5 separate regions of the Sus scrofa genome follow, and regions 1, 3, 4 and 5 are each linked to region 2. The links are chromatin contacts, called in public Hi-C and HiChIP or PLAC-seq maps. All regions are on one chromosome and are shown on one strand. The core of a region is the stretch at or near the end of the contact, and the rest is flanking DNA. Distances in the headings are between cores, read along the strand shown.

Region 1 (2,700 bases), core at 69-2,568, 120 kb after region 2:
AAAAACAAAACAAAACAAAACAAAAAAACGAGCAGTCCCAGACCTGTTCTCTGATAGAATGTGGCATCTTTCTTGTAAATCCGGGGATCCTTCTTCTTCAACAAGGATAGAGTCCTGTAAAAGTCTCGCTCCTGCTGGGGGTCAAATTCCTAGGGCAGGAAAAGAGGTGGAGACAGATTTCAGAAGGAGGCACCTGGTGATGAGGGCACCAGGGGTAGGTGGGCTGAGAGGGTGTGGGAATTAGGGTGGGGGAGGGGCATATATTAAGAAGCAGGAAGGGGAATCTGGCTAGAGAGGCAGGTGGGGGGTGGAGGTCTGGATCTGAGTGGAAGAGGGGGGCAAACGGGTGGAGGAGGGAGAGGGGCCGTCTTGGGGGTGGTCCACACATAGGATATGTACAGGATATGAAATGGAAGTAGTGGGTAAGGAGAGGTTACTTCCTGGCATCAGTAAGGGATTCAGGACACGGGGCTAGGTGGGCAGAAAGGGCACAGGAAGAATGGAGAGAAAGGGCTGGACCACTCAGGGAGACTGGGAAGATCAGGGCTGCTATGGGGAAAAGGTGGGTGCCCCATGTGGCAGAGGGATGCCCCACTTTGGGGAGAGCGGCAGGCGTTGAGAAAGGGTTAGACTGTTAGGGACAAAAAGGTGGACAGACAGTTTACACCTCACAGATCAAGATGGGCCAGGAGCTCCGAGGTGAGAAGGGGGAGGTAGGGGGAATCTGGCCACCCCCTGGGGATGGGGAGGACGCTGTCTGGCTCTCAAGGGAATGAAGGGCGGGAGTTGAAAGCTCCCCTCGGCGCGCTGGTGATGAGGGTAAGCAGCTCCCTATAAGCCGGGCAAGGATGGTGTGCTTGGAAGCCTCCCCAAGTTCAGGACGGAAGCGGGTAAGCTCACCACGCGCTCATCGCTGGAGTCAGACTCGGAGCTGGAGTCGCCACTGCCGTCCTGGTCTCCGTAGCGATCTTTGACTGTGGGGCACAGATAGGAGCCCTCAGGTCAGCCTGGGGGACCAGATCAAGCCCACTTCCTGACCGCCCGGCATGCGCCGGCGCCCCGCGCGCATGCGCCCCGCACTCACGCCGCTGCAGCTCCTCGCGCTCCCGGTAGCGGCCGTACCGCGCAGCAAACGCCGCGTTCACCCGCAGGGGCGACGACCCGCGCGGCTCCGGCATGGCGGCTCTGGGCACACTGCGCAAGCGTACGGAGGGCGCCCCAGGGGGCGGGGCTACTCCCTAGCAAGCTAGCTTTAAATGGGGCGGAGCCTCGTGGACGGCACTTAACCCAGCCCCTGGCCCTTCCGGGATCCCAAGCCCTGTGACGGCAGTCCCCACCCATGGGCCACGCCTCTGCAGGGAAGGCTACGGCCACCGCCCACCCCACTCCCCCACCCCCAGGGCTCCCGGCACCCAGCTGACATCTGGGGGCCCTTTCTCCACTCGCGGTTTCCTGCCTCCCTTCCGTTCCGACAGCGCAAACCGCTGCCCCACCCAGCTCACTCACCCCTTGCGCCCTGGGAATTACCACTCTCGCCCCTCCGCCAAAGGACCCACGATCCGCGACCTGGGTGCCCACCCCCACAAACATCCTGAATGCACGACTCTCCATCGCAGCCTCAAAAATCAGAAGCCACTGGCGCTATGATCATGCACAAGTCTTAATTTAATGGGTAAAAACATTAAATTACACACACAACAATTTTTTCCATAAAGCTTAATAAATAGAATGTGTTAACGCTGTACAAGGGACTGGAAAACAAGCTTTTAAACAAAATATGAATGAACTCATACTACCCTTTTACTGATTTGGAACACCCCCCTCCCCCATGCCCGAAAGCAGTGTGCACACTTGAGGTCTAGCTCTGGGTATAGCTGGCCAAGGTCGACAGGTTCCAGGAGCCTTGGAAGGAATGACCTCACTCTGGAGCTAGGGCTTTAAACGCTCTGCCCTTGGGACTTGTCTGTAGTCCCAGCAGTCTGGGGGGTGGAGGAAACTGAACCGTTTAGGTGGCTGTTGCCTGCAGGAGCCCTTCTCTGCCCAATACACCAAAAGGGGTGAGAGGAAAAAAAATGAGAAATGCACCTCAAACACACACACCCCAGAAATCAACACCAACAAGCCACAAACTTGTGCCCCTCGGCAGTGGGCAGGAGGAGCTAAGGGAGAAAGTGTTTCTTCCCTTCTCTTCTGACACAGAACCCAGCCGGGTCCTGTTGCTGGACTGGGTGGCCCCAGGTCACAGTGGTGCCACTGTGTGCCGCTGTAGTATGTCCATGAGATCCTGAGCACCTCTCCCCCTTGCCAGCTCCAGGGGTGTAAGCCCCCTGGCGTCCCTGTGATGGAGATCAGATTCAGCAGCCAGGAAGCTGACCACAGAGGTGTGGCCCTCTCTCACAGCCAGATGAATGGGGAGTGCCCCGGTGCCATCAGGTGCATTGACATCAGCGCCGTGCTCTACCAACACTTTCAGGGTGTCAAGGAATCCAGTACGGGCTGCATCGTGGGCCGGAGTGGTGCCGGAAGCATCCTGGACATTGGGGCTGGCACCTTGTTTCAGGAGCTCCTGGGCGATGGTGGGGCTGCCAAACATCATGACCTGTTGGGGGCAGAGGGTCAGGGGGTCCTCAAAGGAGGAGGCCCAGGAAAATGGGGGACTGGAGAAAAGGGTCATTCAGGAGTAGAGAATGCCAGAGACAA
Region 2 (2,700 bases), core at 125-2,624:
AATGTGGGTGCCGGAGCTCTGATTTTGGGGAGCAGGAGGCTAGAACATTACATCTTAGGAGGGCTATTTTGCTGGCCTGTGAACACTGCTGGGTGGGAGAAGGGCAAGAGAACAGACTTTGGGATCCTGGAGTCTGGATTTGGGGAATAAGTAAAAGTAGGGCAATGAATCTGGAATCAGACTGGGAGGGTTTCTGGTAAAAGCAGGGTCACTCTGGGTGTCTGAGATCAGCAGTCCATGCTAGGGTCAGAAGGAAGAAGGGGTGGGTTTGGGTCCTGGACTTGCATTTGAATGAGGCTTTCCAAAGCTGACTCCTACAGGAAGCCTGTCTTGGGTGGGGGGGAGAGTTTGGTGACTGGGTCTGCAGTACCAAGCAGGGGCAGGGGCTCTAGCTGGGGGGAAGCCACGTGGGTAGGATTTCCTGACATAATGGGAAACTGGGTCTACAGTATGTGAGGCTGAAGGAGAGTGGCCGGAATTGGAAGCTCCATCAAGGGTAGAGCTGGTGGTTCAATCTGAAAGGGAACTAGGTTTCAAAATGCCAGTCCTAGATGGGACTAAGGATACTGATGGGCACTGGTTTAAGTTCCAGGAAAGGGGTCCTGGGTGTGGGCTGGAGTCCCACGCCAGGAACAGAAATCTCAAGGAAGGACAGAATTCCTTGTTGTATTTAGAGGATTTCTGGATCTAAACGGGAATCACCACTGGGACCCAGAAAGGCCGATCGAAGAACAGACTTACAACTTAAAGTACTGGGAACTCTAGGGATTGGGAGGGGCCCATGGGATGTCCAAGATCACAAGGGGGTACTTGAATAGGATCAGGGTCAAGATTCTGAGGTAAGATTCGGAGCGTAAATGGAAGGTCCCAAACGGAACTGGGGGGGAAGCCCAAAGCTTGTCTTGGTAGTTAAACTCTGAAGAAGGTGCCCTAGGGGTGAACTGGGAGTTCCAAGAAGAAATCGGCAGGGGGAGGCTCGGATAGCAGGCAAGGGACTCAAGGGTCCCGGAAGTTCTGGGATCCCGGAGTTGAATCGAAGAACCCTGGGCGCTACTGAAAGTCCAGACTGTAGGGTGGGAATCTCAGGTGTCCATGGCCGGGTTCCTAGCAGTATCTGAAGTCAGAACTCTGAAGCAGAGACCCGGGAGTGGGGGAAGGGGCTGGCCGCGCGCGCTCTACCTGGTGCCTCCAGCGGAAGAGGCTGGCAGTGTCGATATTGGGGTGCGTCTCGTCTTCATCGTCAGACACCTCGATGTGATCCCACACGCTGTAGTCCACCATCTTGCCTTGGCGGCCCAGCCAGCTCCGACTCTGGCGGCGGTAGCGGCAGCACGGAGACTCGGACCGCCGAGCCCCGCCCCTTCCGCTTCCGTCTGGGCGCGCACGCCCCCGCCCGCACGTGACGTCACATCCTTAGTAACCCTGGCAGCGGCCCTGGCGACCGAGTTCTTAAAGAGCCCTGCGCACGTGTCCCAACTCCTGGGATTCTCCCTCAAACCTCATCCCATCCTGCTTCGGGCACTTCCTGGGGGGTATATGAGTGGGTTCTCCAACCTCGAGCCCCGCTAATCTCCTGCCGCCGCATAGTGGGCCTTTACGGCGGCCGTAAGTGAGCAGTTGGCGAGCCTGAGGGAGAGGATTGTCCTCTTAGCCACGCTGCAGTGACGTCAGCCCTAGCCCACTGCTGGGTTCCTTGTGAAGGGGGATTTAGCTGTGTTGGGGAGGTTGTCTGATATGGAAGGACCTTCCCAGTCCGAGGGGTACAGGACCCTGTCCTGGGAGGGTCTAAGTGAAGGAAGGATATGGCCCTGCCCTTGAGGGGTTGGAGGTGATGGGAGTGCTGTGGCTCTGCCTTGGGGCCTGGTGTTTCCCCGGCTCGAACCACAGCCTCCTCCTCGCTTCTGCCACTCCTGAACGGGGATTCGCGCGCCCCCCTTCGGAATCACCCAGACTTCATTTAACTAGTCTCGGGAGCCGATCCACAGCGTCTCCCCGTGCGGCCGCTGGGTGGCACCAATGTCTAACTAGCGGCCAGTGCTTCTGGCCTCACACCAAGTGGGGAATCTTTCCCGGTGGTAGTGCTCTAGGACCGCTAGCAGGCCTTCCCCTTTCGTCTGGGGCCCCTTTTCTGGTCCTGGGCTCTAAGGACTCTTACATTGAGCTTGAGCGACCCCAGCCACACACTTTCATATATCCCTACCCACGCTTTGATACCAGGATAAAAGGCCGCGTTGCAGCCTAGGGCCGGGATTATCTCAGATTAAAGGATGCTCCGATGGCGTGGGGGATGGGAGAAGCTTCAACCACTTGCGTGAAGGGCGCCTCTTCCAGACTCCCCCAGAGTGGGCGTTTGGAGGGAAAAGGCTGGAGAGAAAGGAGTAAAGGTCTCTAAATGGGGGCGCAGGGGGGATGGGAGGGGATTCCCCAGTCGGGGGAAGGGGAGGGGACACGTCCTGACAAAGCTCCTGCCCGCTGCCTCCCCTCCCCCTCACGCTTCATTCAAACCGGCAAGGAGGCGGGCGGGGGCGGGGGAGTCCCCCTCTCCTCCTCCTCCCTCTCCAGCCCCGGCAGTCCAGCATCTCAGCAGCCGTCACGGCCTGGGCTCGCGCGCGCACGGACCCACACCTCAGGTCTGACAATCGCGCGTGCGCGCGCGCGCACACACACACACACACACACACACACACACACACCAGCAAA
Region 3 (2,700 bases), core at 86-2,585, 100 kb before region 2:
CCCTTGTGGGAATCCTTCTTGTCATGGGCATCCTTTGCATGCATAAGTACCTACTGATACAGTCTCAGAGGTAGAGGCAGTGGTCCATGCTGGCTGAGCTGGAGGAAAAAGGAATCTGGAACAATTTGTGGAACCTTGCCTGGATCAATAAAGTCTTCCTCAGCCAGCTTCTACCCTTGGGCATAAAGGTCCCCCATTAGCGCACCTCCTCTAACCAAGTGGTCTTGTTTTTTGGCCTTGCCTCTATCATTTTCTCCAAGTTCCTTTTTTCCTTGAGGGCATCTTAGGTTTCCTAACTCTGATCTCCCAAACCGGAGCTGCAATCCCTCTGCATTCCCAGCCGGTGTAGTAAAAACCTTCCACAGGAATTATCAGTGCAGAGCAGAAGGGCAAATCCTGGGCCTTGGGAGGCTTTAGGCTGTGGGAAGGCTTGTTCCTGGTATGGCTTCTCCTGATTGGCTCCAGAGCTACCAGCAGCAGCTCTCATTGGATGTTAAGTTTCCTTCCCCCTTCCACTTTAGACTCTGCATTTTCCTCGAGGTAGGAGTGGGATGAGAACTAATCCCCCTATTTCACCATTAGCTCTGGGGGTGAGAGCACAGATGGGTGGGGTCATATGTACTTTTGGGGGAACATGGATACACAGAACAAATACCATGTGGTGACTGTGGTAAGGAACAACCATATGGTGGTGTGTGTTGTGTGTGTGTGTGTGTGTGTGTGTCAGACTCGCTTCCTGGCAACGTCGGGATGGTCACTGGGCCTGGTGGGTACATGGGGGTGCCCAGATGCGGGGGTCAACTGTTAGTCTCTTGATCTCGCGTGGACACAGAATCTGGGCCTGTACTGGATGCCTGGCAAGGCCCTCATGGTTCCAGGGCCCCAGCCGCCGCGCAGAAAGCGGATTGAGGTGCTCTTTGGCAGCTCCTGCTCACACACGCAGCGTAGACACGTGCCCGCTGCACGCTGGGTAAATACAGACCCAGAGCAGAGCCGACCCTAATTTAGATGCCCGAGAACGCTGCGCGCACGCACACGTGTTCCCAACTCGCTGTCACTTTCATCCCCGCCCCTTCTGTCGCGTGCGGGGGCGGAGTCAGAGAGGGAATAGGGCGTGGCTGTAACCCTCAGCTCCCAGGGGTCAAAAGGGGAAGGATCTGTGAAAGAGGCATCCCCACCTCCTCCCCTATAACAGTCTCCTTCACAGCCTGAGCTTCTCAAATCTCTTCTAGCCCCCTAATCAATCCCCGCCCCAAGGAGCGCTAGTAGGAGGGGCTAAATACGGAGGCGGAGCTCGGAGTCTAGCTCATTATCATAGCATCTAAGCAAGGGGTGGGGTGGGGGTTTGAGAAGGGCAAACCTGCATCCCACCCACCTCCGCGTCGCCGCGGAGAATGACGCGGGAGCGCGCAGCCGCCCCCAGAAGGCTCCGGGCGATGGGGCTGGCCTTCACGTAGACCCCGGGGGTCGCTCGCTCCTGCTAGCACGCCTTCACCAAGGCCGGGAGCCTGGCTCACGCTCGCCCTCCCGCCCCCCTGCCGCCTCTGCTGCCGCCCCCACCTTGGAAACCAAGTTACCAACGTTAAACCAATCCCCGAGCGCAACTCAGCCTCCTCCACACCCCACCCGCCGCGCCGCGCCGTCCTCTAGCCCAGCTCAGCGCTCGCGCTCCCCTCGCCTCCTGCGCTTCCCCCGCGGCGGCGATGCCAGGGCCCTCGCCAGGGCTGCACCGGGCGCTGCTCGGCCTCTGGGCTGTCCTGGGCCTGGGGCTCCTCGGCCTCTCAGGTAAGAGCCGGTCCGGCTCAGGGTGGACAGGGCGGGGGCGGAGTTCCTCGACCTGCGAAGCGGCCACTAGCCTCTTCTCGCTCCGCCCTCGCCTCGCTCCCACGCTTCTGCCCCCACCTTGAGCCTCGGGCCTTCTCTATCCCTCTTCCCCTCAACACACGCTAGAGATCCAGCTTCCTGGCTCCTCGCTCGTCCCTACCTTCGAGATCCTGGGCGATCTTCTGCACCCAACCTCGAGCTCTGGAGACCCCATATCTCCCTGGTCCCCTCTGGGGTACTTCCTCACGCTCTGCTATGCACCATGGTCCACGGACTGGCATCTTACCCACTCATAATCCGTGAAGACCCCATCTCACCAACTGCCATGAGTCAGAGGCGCTGTTTCAGCTCACTCAGAGCCCTGGCAACCGAGTCCTTTAGCTGTTCCCGCGGTTCCTTCCACGAGCCCAGCCCCATGTCCTCTTTCTTTACTCTTCACCCGGGTTTGGAATCCTTCTTTATCCTTGACTCACCCTCATCTCTCTTTTGGCCCTGCTTCAACCAGAGTTTCCCCCTCTCCTGGCCGAGAACCCTGAGAACAAGTTGGTTTCCTTTCCCCAACCCGGGGTCCCCTCCTTCCAACATTGCTGTGTGCATTGAAGACCCCGTTTTTCCTCTCATCTCTACCCTCCCCCATGCTTCCTCATCGCTCCTTCAGCACCTTTGAGAGTAGGGCTCTTTGCTGCCGTGTACCAGAGGCACCCTCGAGGTTTGGACGGTGGGAGCGTGCTTGTAAACCTCAGGCCTGGGCAGGACTCGGGAATCCTGAGTTTTTTTTTCCTGATTGTGGCCTCTACTCATTCCTCGGGAATCCCTGACTTGGCATAGGGGCACTTAGATCTCAGGGAGGTGGCTCTCAGGCTGAGCTCGCGTTTC
Region 4 (2,700 bases), core at 165-2,664, 110 kb after region 2:
ATTTTGAAGGCAGTCATGCTGCAGGGATGACCTTTGAATAAAGTCCTGAAGGAGAGCAAATCAGATATCTCTGGGAAGAGTGGTCTAGGCAGAGGCAACAGCAAGAGTAAAGGTCCTGAGGTGAGATGGTACCTGTTGCATTTGAGAAAGGAGGCTGGTGTGGCTGAAGGGAAGTGAATGAGGGGAGCGCAGATGAGAAAATTGGGGAGGTGACTGTCCTTTCCTGCCATCACATCGCATACTCTTCCCCCAAATCCTTCATCCAAATTCTGTCAGCCTGCTGACAGAGCCCTTGAGCTGGCCACTAGAGGCCACCCTCTCTGCAGTTCCCAAGGTCACTACCTTTATCCTGTCTTTGGGGTCATGGTTGGCTTTTGCTGAGCCCTGACTGTCTCTCAAATGCCACCCTAAGCGCTTTATGGGGATGAACTCTGCCCATCTTCTGAATTAGATGCATTGAAAATTTTTTATAGTTTTATTGAGGTGTAATGGACACATCAAACCACACACTGTAAACATGTACAGTCCCTTGAGTTTTCACACGCTGGAAACAAACACCACAATCAAGATAGTAAACACAAACTACCCCCTTTTTATCCCTCCCTCCCACCTCTCCCCACCCCAGCCCCAGGGAACCACAGATCTGCTAAGACTATAGATGAGGTTGCATTTTTCCAGAGTTTAAATAAATGGGACCAGAGAGTATACACTCTTCTTTTTTGTCTGGATTCCTTCCCTCAGCAAAATTAGGAAGATTCGTTTGTGTTTATCGTGTATTTGAGCGCTTTTTTGCTCCTGGGGAAACAGAAGCACCTAGAAGTGTAGCTTGAAGGGGGAATTTGGGGAGAGGGTGTCAACCACAGGCTGAGCACACAGCCGAGGCGTGTCCTGTGTGCGCAGCCCGTAGAGGGGCACTCCGATCTTCTGGTGGACGAGAGCAGGAGCAAACCGCACCTGAGCCGCGCGGGGTGGTCAGTCCCCAGCGCCCCAGAGGGGGTGGGGCCGGGGCGGGGCCTGTTTAGGCGGGGCTTCCCGGCGCTTGGGGCCTCCGATAAGGACCTGCAGGGGATCGGGCAGACCTGGGCGCAGTGATAGAGCGGGCGGCGGTGGGGGTCGCGGGGCGCTGTGGGGAAGGCTCTGCGTCAGGAGGCCCCACTGCGGCCACCCGGGACTGGGGCTGGGAACCCAGGCTGGGGGCAGGGGCGGGGCGTCCGGCCGTGTCACGCCCGCCTCCCTACCGGGGCTAAGGCCGCTAAAATGGCGGCGGCGGCGGTGACAGCGTCCTGCGCCGGGCCCGGGGGTCTGGCGGTTGTGCCGGGGGCTCACTAGCGCCTTCCTAGGTGTCCGCGTCCTGGCCCCCTGGGGCGCTCGCGCGCGGCCCCCGGGGCCCTCGGTCCGCCCTCCCGGCGCGCCCATGAACTCCGTGTCGCCGGCCGCCGCGCAGTACCAGAGCGGGAGCCCGGAGGACGCGCGCCGCCCCGAGGGCCGCAGGCCGCGGGGTCCCCGGACCCCGGACCCCAACAGCCTGGGGCCCTCCGGAGCCAGCGGCCCCGCTCTTGCGTCACCAGGGGTTGGCCCCGGGGAGCCGGACGAAGTGGACAAGTTTAAGGCGAAGTTCCTGACCGCCTGGAACAACGTGAAGTACGGTGAGGAGGGGGCGGGCCCGGGGATTGGATTTGACGTTGGAGAGAACGTAGGGTTCAGGCGGGCGGGGAGCTTACAGATCGGGAGTCAGGGAGGACAGACCCTGCCTCTGCCAAGTATTCCACCCTTTGTTCTCCTGTGAGTCACCTGTGGGTCGATCCCCCGCCCTGCCCTGCCCAGGGCGGGCCGCTGGTTGGCAGGTCAAACGGGGAATGTGTTTTCCAGTCTCAGTGATTCCTGGTGTGACCTTGGGCAAGGGTTTTTTTGGTTTCCCTGTGCCTCCATTTTCCCCCTCTGTAAAATGGGTACTATAATCAGACCTGCTTTAATTCAATCTGAATTAATTGGCAGACCGCTTGTGACTGTTACTAGGGGCACCACCTCCACCTTAGAGGCATGCAGCTATGATTCCCCAGAGCCTTCTGTCAGATAGGAACTAAGATAGCCCCCATGTCACAGATGGGGGAATGGAAGCGCTGCTGCCGTCCTAACCATCAGGTGTCAAGCAAGTGCTTCATCTTGCTGGGCGCTGCCCCACATCTCCCCAGGTTGGGCAGTCAAAAGCCGGACCAGCTTTAGCAAGATCTCCAGTGTCCACCTGTGTGGCCGCCGCTACCGCTTCGAGGGCGAGGGTGAGCTGGTGACCTGTGGCTAGGGTTGGAGGAGGCCCCCCTGGGGGTGTCCCTGGTGGCAGCTGACAAGCCTGCTCTTGTAGGTGACATCCAGCGTTTCCAGCGGGACTTTGTGTCCCGCCTATGGCTCACTTACCGCCGGGACTTCCCGCCCCTGGCTGGGGGCTGCCTGACCTCAGACTGTGGCTGGGGATGCATGTTACGAAGTGGGCAGATGATGCTGGCACAGGGCCTGCTGCTGCATTTCCTGCCCAGAGGTGAGTAGTGGAGGGGGAAAGGCACCAACTACAAGTCAGCAGTATTAAAATTGTTTATAAACTAAGAGTTTAAAGTCATGTTAGAAGTGTGTGTCAAGTATGTTTTGGAGGGAAGTGAGAGTTGTCAATAAAAATAAGTTTAAGGAGTTCCTGCTGTGGTACAACAG
Region 5 (2,700 bases), core at 123-2,622, 77 kb after region 2:
GCATCTACTGTGGACCACTACCAGGCACAGTTCTAGACACCAGGGACACAGCAGTGAGTAAGACTGACATACACTGTGCTCCCTTAGAGCTGACACTTGGGAATGGAGGAGCCATAAGTAAAATAAGCAAGACTTGAGCAAAAATTGAGGCTTTGAAGGAAATGACAGCACATTGTGATAGTGTGACTTGAGGGCAGTTACTTTAACTCAGGTATTCCAGGCCTCTGTTGGTGCTGAGACAAGAGGGGTGAACATATGAAGGAGGTGGGGGTGGGATGAGAGTTTTCTAGGCAGAGAGAGAGCAAGTGCAAAGGCTCAGAGGCAGAATGACAGGCAATCTGAAAAATCGGTAAGGAGTATAATGAGCATAATGACTATTGAAGGGTTTCCAAGAAACCTGTGGAGACTCGACAGCCAGGGCAGGAGCTGTGTTTTGAAAAGTCCTTCAGGGAGGAGGGAATCTGCAAGAGGCTCCCCAAGTTTCTCTAACTCATCTTTCCCTGGGCTCAACTCAGTCACCTCCTCCCTGCTTTATTTCCATCACAGCACTTGTCAAGAATTGAAATGAGCTCCTTTGCTTCCTCCTTGAAGGATGGCCCATCCGTCTGGCCCTGAGCCCCCAGGTTTCTGAGGACAGGTAGCCCTGTGTAGGTCAGGGCTGTGCCCATCCTCTCCTGTGCCTCTCTGCCTGGGATCTGGCACCGTGCAGGGGTCAATGAGCTATGGCTGGCTGACTGCCCACTCCAGTGTGCCTGCCAGATCACCCTCCTCCACCGGGCCATGGCCGCCTCTCCCCAGCTGAGGCCCAGGCCGGCCTCTTGGTCATGGGCCAATCGGCCAACGGTGCCCCCTGGGCCCTGGGCACTCCCCCGCCACCCCCATGAAGCGGTAAGTGGGAGACTGCGCATGTCCTGCCTGAGCTGCCAAGGCCTGGAAAAGGGAGGAAGTGACCCCGCCGCCGCCTCTCCACTGCCAGCCCCAGGGCGAAGACCAAGCCCCCCAACGTCCCGGAATCCCCCGGCCTTGGTCGGAGCGGCGCTCCCTGGGCCCTTGGCTCGGTTTGCGTCGCTCTCGGGCCACCCCGCGAGTTGCGCCGTCCAACAAAAGGCTCCGACTCGAACCGCACCCTTCTGGCCTCCGCGGAGCCGCGGGAACCCCGAGGCGACCGGCCCGCAACGCGCAGTTCTCCGGCCCCCAGGCACGGCCGCAGGGCACTCACGGCCCACGGTACCCGCCGCCCGGGCGCAGGCCGCCTCACTCACCCCGCCATGGCCGCTCTCGGGCTCCGCCTCCGTCGCCCAGGCCCAGGCGCCTCCATCGCAGCGTGCAGGGGGGAGGTGCGGAACGCGCGCAGGTCACCATGACTAAGCAGAGCCGGGCGCCGGCCGTGTCAGAATAAAAGTCCCGGCGGCCCCCGGCCTCCTCGAGCGGCGGGGACAGCGGAGGGGCCGCTCCCCACCCCACCCCGCCCACGCTAGCTGTCGCCCAGCTGCGCAGCCTCAGCGCGGCGACCACAGCGGTCTTTGCGACGGGGCCAATGACCGCAGCGCTCGGCGCTCCCAAACTCGTGGTAGGAGCCGCAGAGAATCAGAGCCCCAGGTTCGAGGCCCAGCCCGTCCCCGCACCAGGGATCAGTGGGCATCCCTCACCACCGCCGACCTGCCGCCGCGCTCACCTGGGTCGTCGCGTAGCCTCTGCCGCTCTCCCTACGAGGTGGGGAAGCCTGGGCTCCGCGGCGGCTCTGGGGCACCGTGGTGCCACCCGCTCACCGAGCTTCCGGGAAGCCCTAAGGGCCTCGGCCCGGCCGGGGGCGGCTCTCGACTAATTTTCCTTGTGAGAGGCCCGCGGGCGCTTCCGCCGTCGCGGGGGGGCCTTGGTTCTGGGGTGGCTCAGCCTTCGGGGTCGCGGCCGTCGAGTGGGGGGGCAGCCTCAGGACGCCCGGGAAGGAGGCGGGGAGAGGGCGGAGAGGGCGCGGCGGGGAAGGAGTCTCGATTCCCCGCCCTTCCCGCAGGTGCCTCGGCGCCCGTGGGCATAGAGCTGGGCATCGGGCGAGGGATCACCGCGAAGCCTATCTGGCCGGTACCCCCCTCGCAGTCCCCTCCATCCGCCTAGTTTTGTCGATTTCTGTGCGTGTCTGCTGTCCACGACCTGCTCTTCTTTGTCCCTTTAACTTCACAGGGCGCGGGCCTCACATTAAGGCAGCGCAGGATCCAGTTAGAATTGTCTACCCACTTGAATTTTCATTGTCTTTATTTTTTAGTTATCGCCAATCTGAAAGAGCGTGAAGCTCTCGGGAAGAGATACGAACTCCAGCTCTGCCACTCTAGCTCTGTGCGGGTGGGCCTGTAGCTTAATTAACCTCTCCAGGCTTCAGTTTCCTCGCTATAAGAATGTTAACAATAAAAGCACCTACCTGCTAGGTTATCTGGAATACTAAATAAGAACACTTGCGCCCAATAAAATATGGATTTTTATTCTTCATGGCAAGTGATACTGATTTACCACTTATGCTGTCTGTGATATAAAGGTAACTTCAATAAATGCATTAAAAATTTTTTTAAGAGTACATCTATATGAAAACTTAAGTGAGAAGTTCCTGTCCTGGCTCAGCGGAACCGAATCTGACTAGCACCCATGAGGACGCAGGTTCGATCCCTGGCCTTGGTCAGTGGGTTGCAGATCCTGGGTTGTCTTGAGCTG

The links. A called contact is a pair of places that touch in the nucleus more often than the background predicts. HiChIP or PLAC-seq counts read pairs in DNA pulled down with a chosen protein or histone mark.
Region 1: a Hi-C map of alveolar macrophages shows a contact between it and region 2, with 3 times the contacts expected there. The contact joins the promoter of KRI1 here to the promoter of CDC37 in region 2. A contact is called at or near these places in 4 of 5 promoter capture datasets (fetal liver, fetal skeletal muscle and liver), 31 of 47 Hi-C or Micro-C datasets (adipocytes, adipose tissue, alveolar macrophages and 18 more) and 2 of 2 datasets of contacts at active chromatin or transcription factors (alveolar macrophages and skeletal muscle).
Region 3: an H3K27ac HiChIP or PLAC-seq map of alveolar macrophages shows a contact between it and region 2. The contact joins the promoter of LOC100511183 here to the promoter of CDC37 in region 2. A contact is called at or near these places in 2 of 47 Hi-C or Micro-C datasets (epiblast stem cells and skeletal muscle) and 1 of 2 datasets of contacts at active chromatin or transcription factors (alveolar macrophages).
Region 4: a Hi-C map of heart right ventricle shows a contact between it and region 2, with 2.5 times the contacts expected there. The contact joins the promoter of ATG4D here to the promoter of CDC37 in region 2. A contact is called at or near these places in 2 of 47 Hi-C or Micro-C datasets (heart right ventricle and retroperitoneal adipose tissue) and 1 of 2 datasets of contacts at active chromatin or transcription factors (alveolar macrophages).
Region 5: a contact with region 2 is called in an H3K27ac HiChIP or PLAC-seq map of alveolar macrophages. The contact joins the promoter of KEAP1 here to the promoter of CDC37 in region 2. A contact is called at or near these places in 12 of 47 Hi-C or Micro-C datasets (alveolar macrophages, brain, embryonic fibroblasts and 7 more) and 2 of 2 datasets of contacts at active chromatin or transcription factors (alveolar macrophages and skeletal muscle).

What each region holds. Positions count from the first base shown.
Region 1 is chr2:69,335,786-69,338,485 of Sscrofa11.1, forward strand. It overlaps KRI1 (protein KRI1 homolog), which reads right to left and starts at 1,319. Exons shown (of 19, transcript XM_013987437.2): 1 at 1,085-1,319; 2 at 901-974; 3 at 44-149. The coding sequence starts at 1,178. It overlaps CDKN2D (cyclin-dependent kinase 4 inhibitor D), which reads right to left. Exons shown (of 3, transcript XM_005654859.2): 3 at 1,643-2,599. The coding sequence ends at 2,240.
Region 2 is chr2:69,211,535-69,214,234 of Sscrofa11.1, forward strand. CDC37 (cell division cycle 37) reads right to left here and starts at 1,375. Exons shown (of 8, transcript NM_001123096.1): 1 at 1,180-1,375. The coding sequence starts at 1,281. It overlaps LOC110259341 (a long non-coding RNA gene), which reads left to right and starts at 1,298. Exons shown (of 3, transcript XR_002341637.1): 1 at 1,298-2,700.
Region 3 is chr2:69,109,888-69,112,587 of Sscrofa11.1, forward strand. It overlaps LOC100511183 (intercellular adhesion molecule 5), which reads left to right and starts at 1,336. Exons shown (of 11, transcript XM_005654856.3): 1 at 1,336-1,785. The coding sequence starts at 1,704. It overlaps ICAM4 (intercellular adhesion molecule 4), which reads left to right. Exons shown (of 3, transcript XM_003123246.5): 3 at 1-166. The coding sequence ends at 74.
Region 4 is chr2:69,319,281-69,321,980 of Sscrofa11.1, forward strand. ATG4D (autophagy related 4D cysteine peptidase) reads left to right here and starts at 1,415. Exons shown (of 10, transcript NM_001123079.1): 1 at 1,415-1,646; 2 at 2,193-2,276; 3 at 2,360-2,533. The coding sequence starts at 1,415.
Region 5 is chr2:69,288,137-69,290,836 of Sscrofa11.1, forward strand. It overlaps KEAP1 (kelch-like ECH-associated protein 1), which reads right to left and starts at 1,373. Exons shown (of 6, transcript NM_001114671.1): 1 at 1,263-1,373.